Linked DNA regions of Mus musculus: regions 1 and 2 are each linked to region 3. A link is a contact called in public promoter capture Hi-C data. All regions are on one chromosome and are shown on one strand. Each heading gives the region's core, a stretch centred on a gene start, on an enhancer-like site or on the middle of the called end of the contact. The rest is flanking DNA. Distances are from core to core; before and after follow the strand shown. Region 1 overlaps Phf2 (PHD finger protein 2). Region 2 has its middle 53 kb from the start of Fam120aos. Region 3 holds the start of A830005F24Rik (RIKEN cDNA A830005F24 gene).

The links. Promoter capture Hi-C pulls out the DNA fragments that hold promoters and counts their contacts.
Region 1: a promoter capture Hi-C map of 3T3-L1-derived adipocytes shows a contact between it and region 3, with 2.7 times the contacts expected there. The contact joins the enhancer-like site here to the promoter of A830005F24Rik in region 3. A contact is called at or near these places in 8 of 39 promoter capture datasets (the 3T3-L1 cell line, 3T3-L1-derived adipocytes, the C10 cell line and 4 more), 2 of 15 datasets of contacts at CTCF or cohesin (the G1E-ER4 cell line and large pre-B cells), 78 of 484 Hi-C or Micro-C datasets (the AML12 cell line, the AtT-20 cell line, B cells and 42 more), 2 of 115 datasets of contacts at active chromatin or transcription factors (embryonic stem cells and large pre-B cells) and 2 of 9 other capture datasets (embryonic stem cells and liver).
Region 2: a promoter capture Hi-C map of embryonic stem cells shows a contact between it and region 3, with 2.1 times the contacts expected there. The contact joins the enhancer-like site here to the promoter of A830005F24Rik in region 3. A contact is called at or near these places in 8 of 39 promoter capture datasets (3T3-L1-derived adipocytes, the C10 cell line, embryonic stem cells and 3 more), 1 of 15 datasets of contacts at CTCF or cohesin (embryonic stem cells), 1 of 484 Hi-C or Micro-C datasets (embryonic stem cells) and 2 of 9 other capture datasets (adipose tissue and embryonic stem cells).

Annotation. Positions count from the first base shown.
Region 1 is chr13:48,810,756-48,815,224 of GRCm38.p6, reverse strand. It overlaps Phf2 (PHD finger protein 2), which reads left to right. Exons shown (of 22, transcript NM_011078.3): 15 at 1,181-1,359; 16 at 1,452-1,522; 17 at 2,156-2,316. Among named protein-coding and RNA genes, the nearest start is that of Phf2, 58 kb to the left of the region's middle. Within about 2 kb of position 3,049, at least 10 of the 459 cell types and tissues checked have an H3K27ac peak or open chromatin away from gene starts, as enhancers often do. A contact at or near this core is called in palatal mesenchyme, where this site is marked.
Region 2 is chr13:49,018,689-49,022,655 of GRCm38.p6, reverse strand. No RefSeq gene overlaps it. Among named protein-coding and RNA genes, the nearest start is that of Fam120aos, 53 kb to the right of the region's middle. Within about 2 kb of position 2,370, at least 40 of the 459 cell types and tissues checked have an H3K27ac peak or open chromatin away from gene starts, as enhancers often do. A contact at or near this core is called in embryonic stem cells, where this site is marked.
Region 3 is chr13:48,510,790-48,515,247 of GRCm38.p6, reverse strand. A830005F24Rik (RIKEN cDNA A830005F24 gene) reads right to left here and starts at 1,678. Exons shown (of 2, transcript NR_165458.1): 1 at 1,619-1,678; 2 at 409-1,114. It overlaps Zfp169 (zinc finger protein 169), which reads left to right and starts at 1,812. Exons shown (of 5, transcript NM_026450.3): 1 at 1,812-1,953.

The DNA.
Region 1 (4,469 bases), core at 1,800-4,299, 300 kb before region 3:
CACACCCAGAAGGTTCATGGCTCCACATAAGCTTATGGCCTTAACTGATGGATGCCATGGGGAGGGATGTGTAGATTTGGGTGCTGAGGACCTCAGGAGCGAGTGAAGGCACCAGCTTAGGAGCCACGTGAGCCTCAGCATGGCCATGCTGTCTTGGTTCCAGTTGTGGATGGGAAGAGTGACCACCAGGCACGTCTGTCACACCCATAATCCCCACACAGTGTAGGTGACAAACGAGTCCTGCTGAGATATCCCTGTTGCCTGCAGGAGTGGGGAGCCTCTGTTTCCTTTTCTGAGAAGGGAGGAAAAGGACTGTGGGTGATGGAGAGACAGGTCCCAAGTGGATGTAGTCAGCCAGCCGATTGGAACCCACGCAGGCCTGGTCTTGCTATCTTGATATGATGAGTTTGCTTCTGTCATTTCAGTAGAAGTGTCCCTGAGACTGTCCCAGAGAAGCTTTCCAGTTCTATGACAAGGCTACATAGTGTAGAATATGCAGGCAAAATGAATGAGGCACTAGAGCTCTGTGTATACAAGTGTGCACAGGCGTGGTGTCTGTGACCCAGCTTTAAGACAGCAGGGTGACAGCCTTTCCTGAGACTGTTGGAGGCTGCAATGGCCTGTTGTGCTGTCTGTCAGTGTTGCAGGCCTTCTGTTCAGCTTGCTGTCCCTCCTGTTGAGAAAAATATGTCCTGAAGACCTAGGGAGGTCCAAGCCAGACCTGGGGAAAGCAAGACTTTCCCTAGCAAGAAGAAAGATACACAGTATCTAATAGCCCATAGCTGAAGTGCTATTGTTTTATGTTTTTCCCAAAAATAAGTGTGCAGAAAAAGACACAAGAGTTGGCCCTGTTCTCACCTGAGACTTGATTTAAACTCTGGCAGTCTGGAAAAGAGGGTTGTGGGCTATGCTTGTCAGAACCAAAGCACATTCAGATCTTTCTCTACAGTGCGTGACTGTGTATCCTGGGCCTCATACCAGGTGACATGGGACAAAGGAGGAGGCTGTGGATGAGAGGATGTCCCTCTCCATAAGCAGACTTCCCGCAGTGGAAACTCAGGGCTGTACAGTCTCTGACCAGCTGCTTGCCTTCCAAGCAGAGGTTTTCTTGCCTGTGAGGGTCTATGGTCTGCTGGCTTCAGGGCCCTGGGGTCCCACTGACCTATTCCTACTACTCTAGCTCCAAGGCCCTCAGGCCCCCGAGCAGCCCTGGTGTGTTCGGCGCCTTGCAGAGCTTCAAGGAGGACAAGGCCAAGCCCGTGCGCGATGAGTATGAGTACGTATCAGATGATGGGGAGCTGAAGATAGACGAGTTTCCCATCAGGAGGAAGAAGAGCGCCCCCAAAAGGGACTTGTCCTGTGAGTCTGGTGGGTGTGGGCAGGGGGTTCCGAGGGATCTCGGCCGACCCCCCTGAAGGTCTCCACTTGACAGTTATCCACTGTGCTTTCAGTCTTGTTAGACAAGAAGGAGGCTCTCCTCATGCCCACCTCGAAGCCAAAGCTGGATTCTGCGGTGTACAAGGTGAGCCTCCCAGCCCCTTCCCACAGCCCGGCCTGCAGCGCGCTTGTGCTTGATGTGCAAGGACAGCCACCCTCCCGCCGTCCATGGCACAAGAGGGACATGGTCTTGCTCAGTCCCTGGCACCAGGGCTAAGGCGATGCTCCTTTGGTCCTGCCCATGGGAGATAAATGCACCAAAACGTGTCCCCTGGCATAGGAATAGCAGGGGGTGGCTCCCCATCAGCTGGGGTCTTACAGTAAGATGACCTCCAAGGCTGTCTTTCCAGCAGAAAAGGATCATGGCTGAGGTCTCATGTTTCCTGGGAAGCCCAGGAAGTACCAGTCCCCTGAGCCACCTGCTGGGATAAGCTTATCCAGGCCAGAGGTTTATAGTCACAACACCCTGGTTGGAAATCCTGGGGCTTTCTTTGGAAAAGACCCCAGGGTGTGAAGGTGACTTCAACCTTCGTGGTTTTGAGGACCCTAGGAAAGGCTTAGCACCCACACCTGTCTCATGAGGACCTCACCCATAGTGTGAACCTGAGACTACCCTGTAGCAGTCATTAGTATAGAACTCTTTAAACTAGTCTCCCCGTGAAGGGACCTGCTCCCCAGTGCCCTGCCCTGACCTGCTGCTCTGTCCCTGGCTCCGCAGAGCGATGACTCCTCTGACGAGGGCTCTCTGCACATCGACACGGACACCAAGCCAGGCAGAAATGCCAAAGTGAAGAAGGAGAGTGGGAGCTCCGCGGCCGGCATCCTGGACCTGCTGCAGGCCAGCGAGGAGGTTGGCGCACTCGAGTACAACCCCAACAGGTGGGCCCTGGCTGTGTCCCTCAGCACTCGCAGAACATGGCTGCCCCTGGGCGCAGACCCCGCCACACAGTGGGATGCAGACAGGCCCTAGCCACTGACTGCTGAGAACCGGGCTTTCAGAGCAGCAAGGATAGACTTCCTTTGACTCTTTTTTTTTTTTTTAAAGATTTATTTATTTATGTATATGAGTACACTGTAGCTGTAGATGGGTGTGAGCCTTCATCTGGTTGTTTGGAACTGAATTTAAGATCTCTGCTTGTTCCGGTCAACCCTGCTCGCTCCGGTTGGCCACACTCGTTCAGGCCCAAAGATTTATTTATTATACATAAGTATTCTGTAGCTGTCTTCAGATCTCATTACAGGTGGTTGTGAGCCACCATGTGGTTGCTGGGATTTGAACCCTGGAGTCAAGAGCAGTCAGTGCTCTTAGCCTCTGAGCCATCTCACCAGCCCATTCTCTTGATGGCCCCAGTTAGATTCATGCATTGCTGACTTGGGTTTGAAGCACTTGACTATTGTTTACCTCTCAGTGAAACTTTAGTGGCATTTCCAGATGTGGCACTGATAGGTGAATGATGGGGCACAGCCTGGACCCCCCTCTCCCCCCACCGCAAGACCCTCCACGACATACTTCAGGAACAGTAGTGTCCTCTCAGCTCTGTAGTCTCATGACAGCTTCAGACTTTAACTTGATAATTGGGGAACCTGAGGCGTAGGGAGCTTAGACAGCTGTCCCATGGCCCACAGCTTGGAGATAACAGAGGCAGGCCCAGGCTCTGGGCTGATCTCACACAGGGGCCCAACTTGGGGCTACTAAAGAGTTGTTGAGTGCTGGGCTACATCCACTTGTCTGTGCCGGTCCCTCATTTGGGAAGAACTCCACGGGCCCGTCCAGGGTTCCTGTTCCTTCATCTGCCAGAGCTGTTTTTAGATGACTGCCCGAGGCAGCCGCTCACCCTGACTCTGAGGCTGCTCCAGCAGGTGGAGGCCTAGGTCAGGCCTCCTCGTAGATGACGGGAGATTCTGGGAAGGCAGATTAAGGGCTTGATTGAAACAAGCTTTTGCTGAATTAGTTGGCCATATTTCATTTCATAGATTACTGTTTTGAATGCAATATCATGTTCACAGCCACCCAGCCTCAGGCATGGTGGGAGGGGTGTGCATGGTTCTGGGCTCAGAGTCCTGGCTTAGCCTGGCATGATAGAGTGAGAGTTTTGGTGAACACATGGGGGAAGCCTGGCTGTGGCTTCTTCTCATAGGAGCACCTCCACTCAAGTCTGTGATGCTGTGCAGGGTGTCACACAGTCTCTGGTGGTGGGAATGCCTGACTTCCAGGAGAATATATGTGCTAGCTAATACTTCAATGGCTGACCTCAGAGTCTCAGAGATCCTTAGTACCCTGGATCTCCCATGACCTCAATGGAAAGGCCTGGGAAGTTGGAACCTAGGGTGAGCCTAGTACCACCCAGGATGAGGGCAGACAGGACCAAGAGCCTAGGCCCTCACCTTGGTGCCCAGTTCTGGGTGCTGTGGAGGGAGAACTCTGGGTGGCGTGGAGACAGAACACAGATGGGGGTATTTGAGTCCTTATTCATGAGGCCAGAGGGGGCTGTCTGCTAATGAGAAACCAGAGCTGCTGTGGCCCCGTGCCCCAAGTCTGGGGAGAGTGCTTTGCAGACCCCACATGTGTCCACACACGTGCCTCAGAGGCCAGCCAGCTCCCGCAGCCCGCCGCAGGCAGTTCCTCTTCCAAAGTCTCCCGGTTGGAGCACAGGTCAGTGTTTGATGGTCCATTTGCACTGTTTTAAGTACTGACTGTTTGGAAAAAAACAGCTGAGGAAAACGGAGGAAAATATGTTAATTTCCTGTGGCTGGTTTTGCTTGGTGTTTACCGCCATGGGAAAAGGAGGGGATTTAGGTATGGTAATTGGAGGATTAAAGTATTATTTTCCATGCTGACTAGTTAAACTTTGTTCACTGATTCTCCGGCAACCTTGTAGATAGCCGGGCCAGCTGGGTCTGGGGTCACCCAGATGGCGTGAGTGGGAAGTTCATGTCCATGTGGGTTCTCATGGGGGTCCAGCCTCAGGGTTTAGGACCCTGGCGGTGCATGTCTTGGCATGTCCCTGTGGCCTGGATTGAGGACAGGATAG
Region 2 (3,967 bases), core at 1,121-3,620, 510 kb before region 3:
CGACTGCTCTTCCAAAGGTCTGGAGTTCAAATCCCAGCAACCACATGGTGGCTCACAACCATCTGTAACAAGATCTGACGCCCTCTTCTGGAGCGTCTGAAGACAGCTATAGTGTACTTACACATAATAAATAAATAAATCTTTAAAAAAAAAAGTTTCTTTTATTCTCCTGGTAATAATTGTTGTCTACCGGGCAGTGGTGGCGCACGCCTTTAATCCCAGCACTGTCTGTTTCCTTCCCAGATTAACCATAGACGTTTGAATGTGAATCGAAGAAGGAGCTGGTCTGCTGAGCAGCTAGCAGACTACAAAGGCTGAGGGAAGATGACGGTTTATTTGGCCAAAGCAATGGCATACACTGAGCCAGGCACATGGAGGCCATTTTGTTATGGTAGTGGGGTGTGTTTATGTGTATTTGTATTTGTGTAGAAGTGGGAAGTGTAGATCTGTGTGTCTCTGTAGGTCAGTGTATGTATGTCTGCTTGCAGAGAGATGTGTGTGGTAGTTCGGGACACTGGAATTCTCTGTGTACCTGTGTATATCTCTTTGCATGTCTGTTGTTCCGACTAAATATTACACTATAGCTATTCTACTGTCAAGGTAGATCACACAGATAGGTATGTGGTTGTGTTGTGAATTGAATGTGCTACAAGTTTAAACTTTCATTTTTAATTTTTAAAGTTTATTTTATGTATGAGTGTTCTGCCTGTATATTATGTACCGTGACAGTGCAGTGCCCACAAAGGCCAGAAGGGGGTGCTAGATCCCATGGTTGTGAACTACTATATGGGTGCTAGGAATCACTGGTCCTCCCGGTGGAACAGAGGTTGTGAGTGCTCTTAACCTCTGAGCCACTTCTTCCAGGCCCCAAACTAGCATTTTAAAGAGTCAACAATTTGTGATACACAGAGAAGTGTAGAGCCAGGACTTCAGGTTAAAATAAATGTTCTTTTCCTGACTCACACACTTGATAATTAATTCTTTTGTTGGTTGTTTGTTGGCTTTTTTGAAACAAAGTTTCTCTATGATGTGGCCCTGGCTGTCCTGAAACTCACTCTGTAGAACAGACTGGACTCCAACTCAGAGATCCACCTGCCTCTGCCTCCTGAGTGCGGGGATTAAAGACGTGCAACACCACTAGCCAGAAAAAACAAGTTCTTTATTTTAGAAATTGTTTTTTTGAATAACCCAGTTTGTGCTCCCCACATACCCATGGGGATGGGACATGCACTGGAGCATGATCAACCTGCCAAGCACAACAGCCTTAGAGAAAACTGTCTCGAGTCAGGCGGTGGTGGAACATGCCTTTAGTCCCAGGACTCAGGAGGCATGAGGCGGTGGATCTCTGAGTTATGGACCAGTTTGTTCTGCCGAGCTAGTTCCATGACAGCCAGAGAAAATACCAAAAACAAACGAACGAAGGAGGGGGAGGAGGAAGAAAAGGAGGAGGGGGAGGAGGAAGAGAAAAGAAAACTGATCCTCCTCCAGCAGCCATTAACTGTCAATAGTGCCTCAGTTAAGGGTCGGGGCACATCCTCAACCTTTATATTTTGATAAAGGGCTGCTCACTGAATCTCAGTAATTCAGCTGGACTGGCTGACCAGTGAGCTTCAGGGGCCTCCTTGTTTGTGTCCACCTAAGTCTGGGGTTACAGGCATGCATGGCCATGCCTATATTTTTATGTTTTTATGTGGGTCTATGATCCAAACTCAGGACCTGTGACTGCTGGCTCAGTAGTTTAAGCATTTAGTGCACCTGCAGTGGACTCAGGGTCAGTTTCCAGATCCACGTGGTGGCTCACCACTGTCTGTAACTTAAGCTCCAAGAGAGCTACCCGCTCTTCTCCAGGTATGCATGAGGTGCACATACATATGTGCCAGCAAAACATACACATAAAAAAAATCTAAAAATAAAATTGTAAGCAGGATTAAGAAATAGAAGACGGATTAACAATAGAATGTTCTTCCAGTGACTTTGATATATATTTGTGTGAATTAGGTCGAGAGATAAGCTATATCTCTTCTATCTAATAAAGACTATAGTAAATAAGGAAATAAGTAAACCAAATACTCTCAGGCACCCAAGAGCTTTAACCTGTGCTATAAGTACCCCTGAGGGAGTAAGGGTGTGGTGGGCAGGGTGCGCGTCAGAAGGTTTGGAGTGGCAGCTGTCACTCAGAATAGCCTCCAGGTCACAAGGCTCTTGGAAGCTGCAGAGTGTGTGGCCCTAAGGCAGCCAAGCCCCAGCTGTCCCCAGCAGCTGCCATGCTCAGCAGTGGGGGAAGGGCAGCCATGTGCCTCTGGGGCTTAGCACACTCCTGCCCCTCATGGTGCTCCCTGGCCAGCTCTCCCACAGGCCACCTCTGCTATAGCTGCGACCAGGACTTGCAGAGTCATTGCTGAGACCTGATATGGAGGAGACTCTGACTGCCAAGGACATTAATAGGACAATTGACAAAATGCAAATGGGTTCCGAGAACCAGGTGTTCGTGACTTAGCACTGTGAATCTCTTGACTGTTTTAAATAGTAGGAGAAAATGTCCTTGTGTGGGAAAAACAGGTATTAAGTATGCGGGATCAGGCAGGGGTGTCTTGTCAACAAGTTATTTTCAAGTGACTTGAGACAAGCTTACTAAAAATTTGCTTCTGGGGGCTGGTGAGGTGGCTCAGCGGTTAAGAGCACTGGCTGCTCTTCCATAGCTCAATTCCCACCACTCACCTGATGGCTTACAACCATCCATAAAGGGGTCTGATGCCCTCTTCTGGTATGCAGGTACATGCAGACAGAATACTCATACAATTTAAAAAAAAAATGCTTCTGGCTACTCTGCAACTTCATAATTGTTTCAAAATAAAAGACAAAAATCATAGCCGGGCGTGGTGGAGCACACCTTTAATCCCAGCACTCAGAAGGCAGAGGCAGGTGGATTTCTGAGTTCGAGGCCAGCCTGGTCTACAAAGTGAGTTCCAGGACAGCCAGGACTATACAGAGAAATCCTGTCTTGAAAAACCAAAACCAAAACCAAAACCAAAAACAAACAAACCACCACCACCACCACCACCACCACCAACAACAACAACAAACTTTCAAAGGTCCTGAGTTCAATTCCCAGTAACCACATGGTGGCCCACAATCACCTGTAAAGGGATCTGATGCCCTCTTCTGGTGTGTCTGAAGAGAGCAATGGTGAATAATTAACTAAATAAAATAAATAAATAATTCTTTTTTTAAAAATCATTCCATAGATGCCCTACATGTAAACGCATAGTCACATAATGAAACGTGGCTGTATCAACCCATTAAGACAAATAGTGTGCCAAAATATTGGTGCAGAGATGTTGTAATACTAAAAATGAAAAATCAGTTTACAAAACCCTTATCTTTAAATTTTCCTTTCCATAGCAGCCGGTTTTTCTTGGCGGTGACCAAACACTTGACAAACAAATCAGAGGAGGAAGGGGTTTGGCTTGCAGTTTGAGGATCTTCTGTCCATCACGGACGGGAATGCGTTACAAGTGGTGGCACCATGGTGGCCAGAGAGTAACTGAAGCCTCATACCTTAGAACAGGAAGTAGAGAACAGACAGGAAGTGGGCCCGAACAATTCTCCTTAACTACCCCTAACAGCCAATCACAGGCCACAAAGCCTTTCATTCCCCTTTGCCCATCCCCTTCCCTGTTCTGTAACTACCCCAGCCTATGAGTGGACTGCAAGCTCTGGGGGTCCTAGACTTGAGAGTGTGCCTCCATAGTCTCTCCCTGGATAAACCCCAGTCTCCAGGAGAGCAGCCTTTGCTCCTGTCTCTTTTTCTTCTGGCTAATTTTACAGTTATTATTTATTTCCAAATCTTGAGATTATGGGTATTGGCATCAGGACCTCTGAAACCTGTGACATCACATAGGTGGGACCCGCAGACCTGTTGCCAAGACAACAGCCACTATATTCCCAGAATCCACTTGGCTCACCT
Region 3 (4,458 bases), core at 429-2,928:
AATTGAAGCAAGGTGTTGAGCATCCGAACCCGAATCTTCATGCTTGAGCACCATGGCATGCACATTATCCACTGAGACCATCTCCACATGATATTTCTTTTTACTTAATGTATTTTTATTTAATGCATTTTTATTTATTTTTATAAGTATTAATGTGTTTTGCCTGCAGGTAAGTGCACTGTGTGCATGCAGTTGTCTGTAGAGACCAGAAGAGGGCATCTGATCCTTGGAAGTGGAATTCTAAGCAGTTGTGAGCCATCTTATAGATGCTGGGAACTGAACCTGGGTCCTCTGCAAGATTCCCAAGTGCTCTTAACACTCGGTAGCCACCTCTCCAGCGCCTCTCCTTATTTCCTAGTATTATTCTTACTGATTTTATTTTTTCTTTATCTGAACAATATAGACCCATTTTACTGGCATGACATCTTTTAATTGAAAACTTGACATTCCATGTTTTTTGCCTTATCAAGTGTGGCGTGTATCCTAAGTATGCTCAAACTTAAAAAAAAATAAAATGAAGTTACTTGTAAACAATTTGATCTTTTCTAGGCTTAGTTTTGCATTTTCCTAGGTGAAACAAGAAAGGCTCGGGGGCCCCATCTTGTCTTCCTATCAAGATGAAACCATTTCCAGGTATTATGTACAACTCTGAAGGCTTTATGGCCTCATAGGAAGAGGTGTTGTTCCTCACCCCCTTTATTCCCACTGACATTTTTCCCGGGACTTTTCCCTGGGATGGCACAGCTGTGTGTCGCGTGCTGTCAGTGTTCGGTGAACGCCCGAGGAAGGAGCCACTGAACCTCTGTGGATTTCTCTGGTCCTTCGTACTGTCCTTTGAACTGAAGCTGCCTTGGTTTCCCCAGGGCCCCGGCTTCGTCTCAGGTTGACCTCCAGGTCTTGCTCGGGTCTCCCTTCTCTGTTCTGTGCCAGAACGGTTTCTCACCAGGGGAGTTCGCTGCTCACTTCGTTTATTGTCCACATCACTGATATTCCTCCATTGTTTCTGTGTGCAGTGCTTCCCCATCGGTTTCTTAGTCCATGTTGTCCTTTTAAAGCTTGTTTTATGTGGAAGACTGAATCTGGTCCCTGTTGACTTCTGCTGTTTGCCACCTCACTTTAAGAAGCAAATGGGAAATAATTTGAAAATACTGCTCACGTCAAATACTAGAAATACAATTGAAAATTCAAATTCAATTAAATTGAGTTCCGCTCAAATTCCTAGTCTTTTCGCAAAGATTTTTGTCTTTCTGTTACAACCAAGAAGTGTTTTTTTGTATGAGCAAAATAGTTTAAAACATTACACTATGAATATCTTCAAACTTAGTTTGCCCTTGTCTTTTTGTAATCATTTTTTAAAAAAAGTATTATTTTCAAGAAACAACACCCACAGTATCCACACATGCTGCAGTTTAAAACACACGACTCACAGGCACGTAAAAAAGAAAAAAAACAAAACAAACAAACAAACAAAAAACCAACCAAGATTGAATTGGCAGGAGGAAGGCATCTAGATAGCACATCTTTTTTAAAAGAATTGATTAATGAGCTTCCTTAGAAGTACGCAAAGATTACTTCGGTTTGGCTTTTCTGCTTTTTTTCTGTTTCTCTAAGATCTTACCCTGTTGTCTTGCAGTCAATGAAAGAGTCCGGCAGTGCTAGGGAGCCCCTCCTATAGTCTGAAGCTTCGGGTTGCAGCCAAGTCAGCATGGGGTGTCCTGCAGTACGCGGCATTCTGGGTATTGTAGTTCCCCCATCTCTAGCGCTGCGTGGGTAGTGAAGTGCGCGCGCGTCACCCCGGTCGGTGTACTTCCGCATCCTGCAGTCGTCACCTGTGCCTGTGGACGATTCTACTGCGGTTCTGGTGAGCGAAAGTGCAGACGTCCTCGGCTCTTGCAGATCCCTCCAGGCGGGGAAGAGTCCGGAGAGCTGGCGTGGGCCACCCACAAGGTTCAGGTGTCTGCCGCTGCTCCATCCTCGATGCGTGGAGTCTTTGGGAGTGGAATCAGCTTCTCTGCCCATCCCGGAGGAGGGTCTCGGTGAAGACCCTGGGATGGGGAGGGGGCCATGTGAGAACGGGGTTAGGGGTCCACTATCTTGTCCTAAACAAGCTACAGGTCAGTCTGGCCTGCTTCCCAGGCTATGACGCTGTAGGTGTGTCCCCTGTGTTAGTGCCAGGTCAGGGAGATTGGACCTGGGGCATCTAGATGTCACCTTTCCACCCCCGCTCTCTGTTGAGGTTTGTGAGGGATCAGAGCCATCCTCCACAGGAACAAATGTCTGAATTGGTGAGGACAGAAGTCTTGGGGAGCTGCACTCATCATGAATTTGGAAATACAGCTTGGTCGCTTGCCTTGCGGGGAAAACATACAGAATTGCCTGGCTGAATGCAACGGCAAAGACCAAGAGACTAGAGCTAGTCTTGAAGTTTGGAGTCTTGGTGTGTGACAAGGCTTGTGTGTGTGGTGTGTATGTGTGTGCGCGTGCGTGCCTGTGTGTATATGTGTGTAGGGGGGAGTGGGGGTGGCCTTTTTACACATTGTGGGCTAATGACCTTGTGTGGCTCCCTTGAGCTCTGGGATCTTCCAAGAGCCTGGAGTGATGTAATGGGAAGAGACATTTCCCCCATGACCCAGGGCTTGTTGGCTCCCTGAATTTCTGGCGGTGTAGCCTGGTTTCTCCTTTTCTCTTTAGTTCTCTGATCTATATATACAACTCATTTTGATTATATTCACCACTGAAAATTCTGTCCCCAGTCCACCTATCTTTGTGACCTATCTTTCTTTTTTGTTTCAAAACCCTTTAAGACTAACTTATGCTGAATTCAATATTCTTGAATATTTCATTGGATTGTTATTGGCTTACCTCGGGCTATATACTCTTAGAGAAACCCTTCTCCTCCTCTCCCAGCAGCTAGTAATTGCCGTAGCTTGGTACTAGGTATTTGGTGCCGAACTCTTGTCTCTGTGCTGAGATTTGTTCTGGTTTGGGCTTGCACGGGTCTTGTGCATGGTGTTGTAACTGCAGTGAGCTTGTATGTACAGTTGCCCTATTGTCTGTACTGGCTGGTTTTGTGTGTCAACTTGACACAGGCTGGAGTTATCACAGAGAAAGACGCTTCAGTTGGGAAGTGCCTTCATGAGATCCAGCTGTGGGGCATTTTTTTGGTTGATGATCAAGGGGGGAGGGCCTATTGTGGGTGGTGCCATCTCTGGGCTGGTAGTCTTGGGTTCTAGAAGAGAGCAAGTTGAGCAAGCCAGGGGAAGCAAGCCAGTAAGAAACATCCCTCCATGGCCTCTGCATCAGCTCCTGCTTCCTGATCTGCTTGAGTTCCAGTCCTGACTTCCTTTGGTGATGAACAGCAATGTGGAAAGTGTAAGCTGAATAAACCCTTTCCTCTCCAACTTGCTTATTGGTCATATTTGTGCAGGAATACAAACCCTGACTAAGACACATTGGTACCAGGAATGGGGTATTCTTGTGACAACCTGATGATGTTTTGGGGAGGACTGTGGAAGGACTTTGGAACTTTGGGCTAGAAGATCCATTCGGTATTAAGAGCTCTGTGGGATGTTGTATAGGAGCTTGGAAGATAATGTTGAGAACAGTGCACAAGATGGAGGCCTGGCTTGTGAAATTTCAGAGGGAAGACTAAAGACTCTTATCAGTGCCGCTGCTATTTTTATTGTGAAGATTCTGTGGTTTTGGTTAGCTGGGGCTGAAGAATCTGCTGTAAATAACAAGATACCAGAACTACTAAAGTGAAAACTTTGCATTACTGGGACTATTGATGCTGGTGAGCTGGAGCTAAGAAATTGAGATGGCTCAGGGGGTAAGAGCACTGACTGCTCTTCTGAGTTCAAATCCCAGCAACCACATGGTGGCTTACAACCACCCGCAATGAGATCTGACACCGTCTTCTGGTGTGTCTGAAGACAGCTACAGTGTACTTATTTATAATAATAAATAAATCTTTGGCCAGATCGAGTGGGCTTGACCTGAGTGAGCAGAAATCTTAAATTCAATTCCCAATAACCAGATGAAGGCTCACAACTATCTGTACAGCTACAGTGTGTACTCATACACATAAAATAAATAAATAAATCTTAAAAAAAAAAAGAAAGAGAAAAAGAAGTTAGTGGTGATAAGAAGAGACCAGCATCACTGAGGTGAAATCTTCTGGGAAGTGTTTTCTGAGAGCACAGAGGCTGTGTTCGAGAGATAGCCAAGGTTGTACCTTGTGCTGTGGCTGGACTTTGTAATGTGTAAGAGTCACTCAGGTTTTGAAGGCATGAAGGGGTCATGAAGAGCAGCTGAGGCTCTACACTGTGAGAGACCATAGAAGGCCATTGGTGAAGGTGCAGCCTCAGTTGCAATTGATGGCCCAGGACTGAAGGGGTCATGCAAAGAAGTTGAGGCTTGGCACCATGAAGAGAGCCTATGAGAGGCTATTGGTGAAGC